2 separate regions of the Muntiacus reevesi genome follow, and region 1 is linked to region 2. A link is a contact called in public Hi-C data. All regions are on one chromosome and are shown on one strand. The core of a region is the stretch at or near the end of the contact, and the rest is flanking DNA. Distances in the headings are between cores, read along the strand shown. Region 1 holds the start of COQ2 (coenzyme Q2, polyprenyltransferase). Region 2 holds the start of ABRAXAS1 (abraxas 1, BRCA1 A complex subunit).

Evidence for each region. A called contact is a pair of places that touch in the nucleus more often than the background predicts.
Region 1: a contact with region 2 is called in a Hi-C map of muscle, with 5 times the contacts expected there. The contact joins the promoter of COQ2 here to the promoter of ABRAXAS1 in region 2. A contact is called at or near these places in 2 of 3 Hi-C or Micro-C datasets (blood and muscle).

The regions. Positions count from the first base shown.
Region 1 is chr22:18,371,764-18,377,268 of mMunRee1.1, reverse strand. It overlaps COQ2 (coenzyme Q2, polyprenyltransferase), which reads right to left and starts at 4,075. Exons shown (of 7, transcript XM_065914491.1): 1 at 3,794-4,075. The coding sequence starts at 4,046.
Region 2 is chr22:18,213,476-18,219,677 of mMunRee1.1, reverse strand. It overlaps ABRAXAS1 (abraxas 1, BRCA1 A complex subunit), which reads right to left and starts at 4,393. Exons shown (of 10, transcript XR_010660306.1): 1 at 4,273-4,393; 2 at 1,261-1,351.

The DNA of each region.
Region 1 (5,505 bases), core at 2,826-5,325, 160 kb before region 2:
CCATGGGGTCACAAACAGTCCAACACAACTCACTGACTGAACAACCACATAGACAAAACATGGCAGAATTCAGTGTAGCTGGAGTTCAAGTCCAGGCAGTTTGCCTCCAGACTATCACTCTAGATATCTAAATCTCTACACAACCATGAATTCTTTTTTTTCCTTTTGCCCTCCTGATACTCAGCAATGTGTTTTTGTCTTCCCTATGACACTTTAGCGACTGATTATCAACATGATATTTTCATTCTGTTCTCTCCCATGAAGAAAGATGGTGAGGATACAAATAGGTTTTAGAAAGATATACTCATTACAGAAAAAGTAAAAGCTTTCTGCACAACAATGTGACTGTGCTTAGTCCCACTGAACTGTACAGTTAAATATGGTTAAAATAGTGTGATTTATGTTATGTGACTTTTACCACAATACAATTTTTTTAAAAAAAGAAAAAGTAAAAACTCTCTGGGAAATTACAAACAAATTGAGAAAGCATTCTGAAAGGTGATGAGTGGACCAGAGAGCTTGTATAAACTGAATCTAAGATTCATGGACTAATAGACAACATCAACAGCCACAAATGCAGTAAAACCAGTAATACCACCAATTTAGTGGAAAGAGCGCCACCTGCTGAAACCTCCTGAAATAATGGAGTCTGTGACATGGTTGTAGAAGTTGTAATCCCTTCTGAACAGTGAAACCCACTTTTTAACAAGAGCAGACTTCAGCAAATTAAAACATCACACATAGGGGCTTCCCTGGTGGCTCAGTGGTAAAGAATCTGCCTACTAAAGCAGGAGACATGGGTTCGATCCCTAAATCCAGAAAGATCCCACATGCCACAGAGCAACGAAGCCTGTGTGCCACAACTATTGACCCTATGCTCTAGAGCCCGAGAACTCCCACTACTGAGCCCACGTGCTGAACTACTGAAGTCTGTGGGCCTAGAGCCTGTGCTCTGCAACAAGAGAAGCCAGCAGAGTGAGAAGCCCACGCACCACAACCAGAGAGAAGGCCCTGCTCGCTGCAACTAGGGAAAAACCCACACAGCAACCAAGACCCAGCACGGTCAAAAATAAATAAACAAAAATTATAAAACCATACACATAATACCCACAAAAGAAGAATTTAAGCAAAGAAAAATCAAATCTGGAATTCTACTACTGTCAATTTATTACTCTTGGCAAACAGTAGGGGCTCAAAAAAATGCTTGCTGAATGAATTCTAATAGTACTGAGACTGCCCGGGTGGCGCTAGTGGTAAAGAACCTGCCTGCCAATGCAGGAGACGTAAGAGACCTGGGTTCGACTCCTGAGTTGGGAAGATCCCCTGCAGGAGGGCATGGCAACCCACTCCAATATTCTTGCCTGGAGAGTCCCATGGACAGAGAAGCCTGGCAGGCTATGGTCTGCAGGTTCACAAAAAGTCAGACACAACTGACGCGACTTAGCACACAGCACAGTACTGAGACTGTTACTAGGTTGTCTGAAAAGTCCTACTGTCATCTTATTTAGAACCAAAGCAAGCAGGCAGGTATCCTCCTAACATACCTAATACTATTTACCCAATCTTCTCCAATTCCAGTTTCTCAAGTAATGGCTAACGTTCTTGTACATTTATTATGTCAAGCACTGTTCTAAGGACTTGACACTTATTAACGAATTCTCACGACAACTTTACAAAGTCAGTATTCTTAGTATTTTCATTTTACAGATGAGACATGAAGGCCCAGAGGGGTAAAGTAACTTACCAGAGGTCCCTCAAGTGAGCAGAGTGAAGACTCAAAGAAGTCTGGCTCTAGAGTTTTACTCGTATATAAACTCTTTACAGTCTTATTATGTGGTCCAGCTTCTAAGGGAGAAGCCAGAGATTTATGGAAATGGGACTTAGAGCAGTTGCTGATATTAGATGCCCATAAGCCTACACTACGGCTCTGTGACATAGATCCCAACAATAGAATAACAACGATTAGGTTTCAGGTTAGAACTAGGCTTAAAATTTTATGCCTATCAACTTGAATCTGGCCCCCAAACGTCACAGGTCATGATGGCAGGACTGTGCCTATCATTTAATTGACTTTTACACTTTAATTGCTGATTGTTATAAATGCTTAGTGCTCTGATCTCAAATGATAGTGATTAAATCTAGAATACAAAAAAGAAGGCCTAATTTGGGGGTCTTAGCTGAGCAAAGGTGGGGACTATATCTAGGCATTTGAATGTATTTATCATCCATGCAATGGTACATGCCGTCAGCCAGATTACCTAGAGTTCAGCCTCCACCCCTCTCTCTCCTCTGTCCATTCTTATTCCGTCCAGCTCTTAACCAGCCTTGATGCCCACTATTCTCTATGCTCAACTGGGGTTCCAGACGAGCTTATGTCCTTAGTGTACCAACCCTCTACCCTTGAGTCGTTGCAAAAATAATTCCCCCACCAATGAGGAACTCTTTCCTCCTCTGCAAGATCTACCTGTCCTTTGAGGCAGGGGTCCCCAATCTCTGGGATCTAATGCCTGATGACCTGAGGTGAAGCTGATGTCAGAATTATAGAAATAAAGTACACAATAAGTGTAATGCACTTGAAAAGTGAAGTGAAAGTGAAAGTCGCTCAGCTGTGTCCAACTCTTTGCGACCCCATGGACTAAAGACTCTGTGGAATTCTCCAGGCCAGAATACTGGAGTGGGTAGCCCTTCCCTTCTCCAGGGGATCTTCCCAATCCAGGAATTGAACCCAGGTTCCCACATTGCAGCTGGATTCTTTACCAACTGAGCCACCAGGGAAGCCCAAAATGCACTTGAATCATCCCCAAACCATGCCACTCTCCCACAACCCCCAACACTGGGAAAAACTGTCTTTCTCGAAACCAGTCCAAAAATGTTGGGGACCACTGCTTTGAGGTACACTTTCTTCTCAACTTTTTCCAGCAATGAAGATTCACAATAATTATTCTTTTCCTGCTGTACTTACTATCTGTATCACTTATATGTGATCCCATACTTTCCCAACTCACCCAATACTTTTTTTTTTTTAACCAGACTGGGAGTTCTGTGAAAGGACAAAGTTGCCACAGCTCTTTCTATCCCTAAGGCTAGGCGATGCTGTAGGACTTCAGTCTTTCAATATTACTGCCAGGCTCTTCTAGACATTAGAAATAAAAGTCCCATGTAAGTGGAGTTTACGCTGTATTGGAAAAATGTATCAACCAATAAATGTATAAGGCTAGCGACGAAGGTTATGAAGAAAAATGAGAGGTAAAGAGAGAAGTGAAAGGTGAATACGTTACACAGAAAATTCAAGGAACTTCTCCCTTAGGAGGCGACCGTGAGCTGATAAGTAGTACACAAGTGCAAAGCCTGCAGCATTCGAATGAATTAAATCTTTGTGCTACAAACAGTGTAGGGCAAAGAACTAAGAAACTCAGCATCATCCGGTCTGGCTCTCCAAAGAACCTTGGTTTCCTCTGCATTTGCTGGGGGGGCCTTGCAGCATTATGGGAAAGATGAAACACACTGAATGTGGAAGTGCTTGCACACTGCAAATCTGCGCAAATGCAGGGATGCGGGCACGGAATTTCCGCTCGATTCACAACTTACAAACACGGTCTGTGGAATGAGCGGAGTTTCTGCCCCGCTCCGGGGCTCAGGATTCAGGGAGGCGTGACAGCCGGCCGGGCACTTCGGAGATCGCCCTGTTCGGGTTTCTCGAGGGTAACGAGCACCTGGAGGCCAGGCCGCGGCTTTCGGGCTTCATTTCCACGACGCCCGCAGCCCCCGGACCGCCGCGTCCGTCCGCACTCACCTATGGGCTTGTCCAACCGCATGAGGCGCAGGTAGGGCTGCAGAGGGCGGGGAGCCGAGTTCACGACCGCGGCTGCAGACAGGCTCAGCGGACGCCCGCGCGGCCCCCGCCCGGCCGACGGCTGCCAGTCCGCCGCGTGGGGCCCGCGGACCGCGTGCACCAGGGCCAGTGGGCGGCCGCGCGCGCCCCACAGCCATGCCTGCGTCCCAGCCCGCAGGGCCCGCGCGAGTCCCGCGCCGCCCACGCCCAGCATGGCGCTCGGCAGAGCCTGGACCCGCAGGGGCCTGACGTCATTCCCGAGCGTCAGGTCAGCGGCAGGCTGCGCGGTGACGTCAGCGGGATGACCGTCCGCGTCGGTCCGGCCCCACAGCCCAGTGGCCTGCCTGATCCTTGGAGTAACGTGAAATGGAACGTGTCGCGGTCACCTAGCGCTGTGAAGGAGTTCCTCAGAGAAAGGAATTCCTGGTATCAAAATACGTAGCAGTTATTTTAGGGAAAAGTAAAATAAAACCACCTGAGAAAAATCTACTGAAGCCCAATACTGGTTTGCAGTAGCAGCGGTTTCCTTTTTAAAGCTAAAAGGTCACCAAGCGGCCAAAAGCCAAGAATGTAAACTAAAGCCATATTCAGGGTTAAGGGACGTTCATTGCGCAAATGAAAACCTTAAATTCAGAGTTCGTATAACCCAGAGGCAGCGAGTGTATGGGGTCCTGTGAGCTTGCAGCTGGAACATCTGGTCTGAGCACTTTTCCTGGTCAACTCCTGGGGGGCGCTGGGTCCAGGCCCCTTGACAGGCACTTTACATGTATTATCCCATGTAATCATTAGAGTGACTGTGGGCAAGTCTCGCGTTTGAATTTTAGTGGTCTAGGGAATTAGGTTAGTCTTTAAGTGCCTATCTTTAAAACCCCGATCAGTAATTCAGTGATATCTTGAGTCTCCACTGCTGGTGGCCTAGGAAGTAGCCCTTAATAAATTTAGGAAACTAGTTCACAGTTAGTTCAATAACTCCGGAAGCTTGCTCAAACTCATGTCCATCCAGTCAGTGGTGCCCTCCAACCATCTCATCCTCTATCTTCCCCTTCCAGCATTATGGGAAAGAAGAAACATAATGAATGTGGAAGGGCTTCCATACTGAACACTTTGTTCAATTGTAGACAGCGGGATCCAGGCACTGGGAAATTTTATTCGATATTTGTAAAGGAAAAAACACACATTCTCCCATACCTGTTTATTCTCAACTACAGCACTATATGACTTGTGACACCAGACACGTGGATTTTCCATACATCAAATGCTTCTGCAACACCGAAGTGTCCTGAAATTTTACTCAATTCTGGCGCTCTCTAGCTGGAGTTTGCATCAGTTCCCACAGGTGTTAGACTGAGTCCTATAAGATTGTTGATAGCCCCCTTTCAGTGAAAGTGGCTCAGTTGTGTCTGACTCTTTGGGGCCCCATGGACTGTAAGCCACCAGGCTCCTCCTCCCATGAAATTCTCTAGGTAAGAATACTGGAGTGGGTTGCCATTTCCTTCTCCAGGGGATGTTCCCAACCCAGGTATCAAACACAGGTCTTCTTCAGTGCAGGTGGATTCTTTACCTTCTGAGCAACCAGCGAAGCCCATCAAAAGTCCAGATTGTTACCTGTGCTTCTGACCTATCCTTGTTGGGGAGGAAAAAAGTTTTCCTCTGCCTCTCTAGGTTCTTTTGAC
Region 2 (6,202 bases), core at 3,144-5,643:
ATCATATGAGACATCATTACAGATCGCATATGAAGCAATTCATAGAGAGGTATGAAGATGAATATGGTGTTTCCTCTATCATTCCAAACTTTCAGGTCCCTCAAGATTCAGGAGGGAACAGTGACAAGAGCGAAAGACTCACATATAATCACACAGAAAGTCATCAAGACAATGCAAGCTCTTCCAGGAGCCCCATCTTTCTGTGATTGTCAGAGAGCGTTTACAGGATCACTGTCAGTCATCACCGACCTCACACAGTTCCTATGGCATTGCTTCTCCTCAGGGAGATGCTAGCCAGACTACCTGAAATTTCCTCAGTCACTTAAATCAAAGACATCAGTCTGATTATGGAGAATTTGTGAGTCTTCATCTATATGAGAAAATCCAACACCAAACTGCTGTAGAAGAATTTTTCAAGTAAACATCTGTAGGTTGTACTTTTTTCACTTATCAAACTGGGCTTCCCTGATGGCTCAGACGTTAAAGCATCTGCCTGCAGTGCAGGAGACCCGGTTCGCTCCCTGGGTCGGGAAGATCCCCTGGAGAAGGAAATGGCAACCCACTCCAGTATTCCTGCCTGGAGAATCCCATGGATGGAGGAGCCTGGTGGGCTACATTAGTCCACGGGGTCGCAAAGAGTCGGACGTGACTTCACTGTATTTTCTTTCAACGGTGATGAGGCCTGACCTCTGAGCTTCCCTGGCGGCTCAGACAGTACAGAATCTGCCTGCAATGCAGGAGACCTCGGTTCGATCGCCGGGTCAGGAAGATCCCCTGGAGAACAGAATGGTAACCCCCTCCAGTATTCTTGCCTGGGAAATCCCATAGACAGAGGGGTCCAGGAGGTCGCAAAGAGTTGGGACAGGACTGAATGACTAAAGCTCCAGTTATTTAACCAATAAGTTTTTTTAGTTCTTATCTTCCAAATTTTCTGCACCAGTTTACATTTTACTCCAACCTGTTTTACCTTTTTTGGTCTTGCTTATTCATTCCTTCTTTTGCTGGACCATCTTCCTGCCACTTACATGTATGCAGGAACTGTTTCATCCTTGTCTCCTGACCAGGAGAATCTTGTAATCTTAATCTGCTTCCTATGTCTCACACTGTTTCTTGCTTTGGGTATAGCCACAACTTTAAGAAATGAGTGCAATATATTGTTCTAAAATTTGCCTTTAAAAATTCTTATCTATTCCTTAACAACTGAAAAGTAACTTTCAGCATAAACTATCAAAATAGGAGACACAGAAATAAGTGACTCACCAATTGTATAAATAACTTCAACATCATCCATCTGGGAATCAGTTATGCTGTTCTTGGCTTCACCTTTCACTTCCCCAAGGAGAAAACCTTCCTAGGAAGATAAGAATAAGCAGTATATGGAATACACCAATAGGATTACCATTCAGTCACTTAATTAACTGTTATTTCCCGAGACTTTTACAACATGTGCAAGTGTGTGCAACCAATTGGGGTATACTCAAAAGACCAGGTGCACTCCAGTTTACATGGGACACATGACCAGTTTTAAAAACATGGGTGAAAGTGAAAGTGAAGTCGCTCAGTCGTGTCTGACTCTTTGCGACCCCATGGACTGTAGCCCACCAGGCTCCTCAGTCCATGGAATTTTCCAGGCAAGAGTGCTGGAGTGGGTTACCATTCCCTTCTCCAGGGGATTTTCCCAACCCAGGGATGGAACCCGGTCTCCTGCACTGCAGGCAGACGCTTTGACGTCTGAGCCGCCAGGGAAGCCCATACATGGTTAGAAGAGACTAAAGACTACTGTGACTTAAGCACTCTTGGAAGCACAAAAGGCTTAAAGCCAGAAATGAGAGCACAATGTTTGAGGAAGGAAGAGCAGCATAGTTAGCCTTAGAAAAGACTCCCATTTGTAAGCGAAAGTCGCTCAGCTGCGTCCTGACCAGTTGCGTCTGACACTTTGCGACCCCATGGACTGTAGCCCACCAGGCTCCTCTGTCTGAATTCTTCCGCCCAGGATACTGAAGTGGGGAGCTGTTCCCTTCTCCAGGAGATCTTCCCACCCTAAGGATCAAACCCAGATCTGCCACATTGCAGGTGGATTCTTTACCGGCTGAGCCACCAGGGAAGCTACATTTGTAAGGAAAGTTTACAAAGAGTCTGCCTGCCAATACCGGAGACACGGGTTCAATCCCTGGGTTGGGAAGATTCCCTGGAGAAGGAAAATGGCAACTGGCTCCAGTATTCGTGCCTGGGAAATCCCATGGACAGAGGAGCTGGGCAGGCTACAGTCCATGGGGTCACAAGAGTTGGACACAACTTATCCACTGACCCACCACCCATCTGTAAGAAAATCATAGGTAGAAGGAACAGTGCCAATAACTGACCATCCCAAATGACTAGCCCGACCATCAATGGCACGGGCTTCTGAGAGTCAGTGATGGCTTCTGTGCTATGAAATGACACAAGATGGGCTTTTTAGATTAAGAACTGTGCTCATTATTAATGATCTGGAAATCAATATCAGAGTCTGCTTTATAAAAGAGGAGCCTGGTTCTTTTTAAGATGTAGGCATCTTGCCACAACAGCAGTGACTTCTGTGAATTTCAAAGAATTCAATTATTTCTCTTGGTACACTTAGAGACCCAATGTGCTTGACAATGAATTTTTAACCTTTATAATTAGTTAAGACTACTTTTAAAAATTCATTAGAAGAAGAACACAAAGCAATGTTTCCACAATGTGAGTCTTCATTAGAATCAAACGGGAACAGTCCAGAACTCTATAGTGTTCTAGACAAACCCCTGGAAAAGAGACAACAGAAGACAATACAACTACCCAGAAAACCACCTTTTAAAGGCTTTAGGAGAAAGATCTGAGAAGCAAAGCCCTAACAGTATGGTACTTTGCAAGTGCTAATCCTTTAAGCTACATAGGATTAAACCCATTCTTGTTTATATTTACACTAAGATAGTCGAAGATAATTTCCACAACTACAGGCATTTTAAATCATCATATATTTGCTCTAGGCTAGGTGTTAAGCTACAATGTAATTTAAATTTGCATACACAAAAACTATCAATTCCAACCTTATTAGAACTGCGCCAAAATACTGTTTTGGAAAAGACAAGCCTTTATTACAAAATGAAAGTCACAACATTTAGCAGAAATCATGAGGTTTGGTATAGATATTCCCTAAACCCTCTTAGCAAGTTACTAAGCACTTCCTTTCTTTGGCTCAGACGGCCAAGAACCTGCCTGCAATGCAGGAGGCCTAGGTTTGATTCCTGGGTTTAGGAAGATCCCCTGGAGAAGGGAATGGCAATCCAGTATTCTTGCCTGGAGAATACCAAGGACAGAGGAGCCTGGCAAGCTGTACAGCCCATAGGGTCGCAAAAAGTCGGACACGACTGAACGACTAACACAAAGCACTTCCTCTCTCTGACACTACTCCTCCGGCTCCAAGTTTTACACTGGTTTTTAGTTCCATAAATAAAAAGTTTTAAAAATAGGCTCAATTAAAAAAACAAAAACTACTTTATTACTTAACTTTATCTAGAAGGTCTTGAACCTAGGCAAAAGTGTGAAATCAGGATTTAAATATTTCATATTGGAGGCTGTACTTAAATGTACGCTCAAATGTACTTAAATGTACGCTTATAAAAGCGAAAGCTGAAGCCATAGCTTAAATGTACGCTTAAATGTACTTAAATGTACGCTTACAAAAGCGAAAGCCGAGGCCATAGCTTAATAAATTTGACAACAATGCAAACAAAAGTCAGATACCCGATACAGATCTTTTCCGCGTACTAAGACTGACGCCAAAACAGCCACCGGTGGCATCATCCATCTTTCCTTTACGAGCCATCCATGTGAGCAAACGTGCCCAACTGCGGCCCCGCAAGGGAAACACCGAGTTGTCTGCGAAAACCACGGTCGGGAGCGAGGAGCAAGTTAACCCGCAACGTTCCCAGCCGCGGCGGGAACGCTGTGTGAACTTTCTATTCCTTCACGACCGAGTTCGACCAGAAAAGGGGGACTGCCGAGAGACACGGGGGCGTGCGAGGCACGGGAACGCAAGCGCTGGTTCCAAGAGGGGCGCTGAACCTGGAGAAGGCACCTCTAGGACCGCCCGGGAGCGAGAGAAGGCAGCGCCGACGGCGGAGAGCCCGGGCGGCGGCGGCGGGGAGCCCACGGGCCGGCCCCGAGCAGCGGCGGCCCGGACGTCGCCCAAGCGCGGGGGCTGGGGGGGGCCTTCCGAGGCGACGCCGCATCCCGCCCCCGCCCTCGGCTCACCGTGTCCGAGTCGGTGTTGAGGTGCTGGAAGGCGAGCGCGCCGAGCACAAATCCGGAGAGCACCGCCGACGTGCTCTCGCCCTCCATGCTTCCGTCGCCGCCGCGCGACTCCAGGGGGCGGGGCGTGGGCGGGGCCGAGTGAGGAGGCGGAGTCGCCCGAGGAGGCGGGTCTGCGCCTGCGCAGTGGCCACGGCGCGCTCCGCGGGGTCGCGGGCCGGCGGGCGAGGCTTGGGCGCCCTCTGGTGGGGATGCCGCGGTGAAGAGGTTGTAACTGGTGCTCAGGTCCGTCTTTCTGGGTGTTGGGCAACTGCTCTGTCCAGGGCCAGGAATAGCGCCTTAGCAGCTAACTGCTTCTGAGGGGCCCTGGCATAGATGCGAAAGTATGGGAAATGAAAACAGCTGACAGAATAGAAGCATTGCCTAGTGGCATAATAACACAATGGAAATGCCACGTTTGGAGCTTTCACAGTGTCAGATGCTACGCTTTACCATTTGAAACTTCTAGAATACTAATGACAATGTCAGAGAATGTCTCTTCTAGAACTCTCTAGTGATGTTTCATCTCGTGGAGTGAGGGAGGGAGATGGATTTCTCTGAGTGTTCGCTTTTAGAAAATTGAGAACTCAATTCAAAGAATATACAGACTGTTTAACCTTGTTCTGACAAGTTAATGATAGTTACAGACATACTGATGATCATTTGATAAGGGTGCTACAGAAACCAGTAATCGAGAAACCAAGCCCCAGAGTCAGAGAGCTGGAGAACTCAGGTTGATTACGCCAGCGGGCCCAGAGGAGTTAACGCTCCAAGCTCTGAGCCCGGAACAAAGGGGTTACAGAGCTTTTATACACAAACTATAGTGGGCAACACTAGCTGCTAATAGGCTGGTTTAAACTAAGGGGTTTTGCACACACGGAAACGGTGGTCAAGATGGGGAGGGGGCTGCCTGACCTTTACATGGACAGGCATGATTAAGCAGGTTTGCAGGGGCTGGACAATTGCAAAGAGCAGGACAAGGATGACCGAGATAAGCTCCAGTTCCTAGTATTGTAAGTCCCCACTTTCTGAGACTATATGACCTATGTGATCCAGACTTTGCAAGGAGCAAGCTGAGTTACAGAGGAAGATTGAGCAGGAGATTATGTAAAATTTTAACTTGTCTTCAAGGGGAATAGGAAGATTATGAATTAACAATTTTCCACACATGATATATAAAGCTATGGTTTTTAAATGAAAGCTAGCTATATATCAGACTACTGAATTAAATTAATATTGCTTGTTTCTGGGTTTTGTTGTGTAGCAGCCATATTTGACTAACATAGTGAAGACATGTACAGCATTAGAAGTTATGTTTTTTCTCTAAAATTAAGTTTTTGCTGTTGTCTCAGCAAAGTCACTGTTAATACAAAAAGATTTTCACTTAAGTTGTATTTTATAGGTAGTAATGATCTAAAGGATTAAAAACTTTTTTTTAAAGTTTGTCCAAGACATTGAAAGTAAACCCTCACATACAAGAGTGAATGATTTTTGACATGATTGCCAAGACAATTCATTGGGGAGGGACAGGTTTTTCAATAAATGCAAAAGAATGTAATTAAACCCTTACTTTATGCCATATACAACAATTGGCTCAAAAGGAATGAAATACCTAAATGAAAGACCTAAAACTAGCATTCTTAGAAGAAAACATGGGGGGAATCTTCATGACAGTGGATTTGGCCATGATTTTTTTGTGTGTAACACCAAAGGGAAAAAAAAGATGAATTTTATTAAAAACTTTTGTCCATCAAACGACATTATCAGGAGAGTGAAAAGGCAACCTACAGAAAAGAGAAGTATTTGTGAATCATGTATCTGATAAGGGATTAATATCCAGAATATATATAAAGAATATATGTAATATATATTGAATATATATTCAATGACAGCA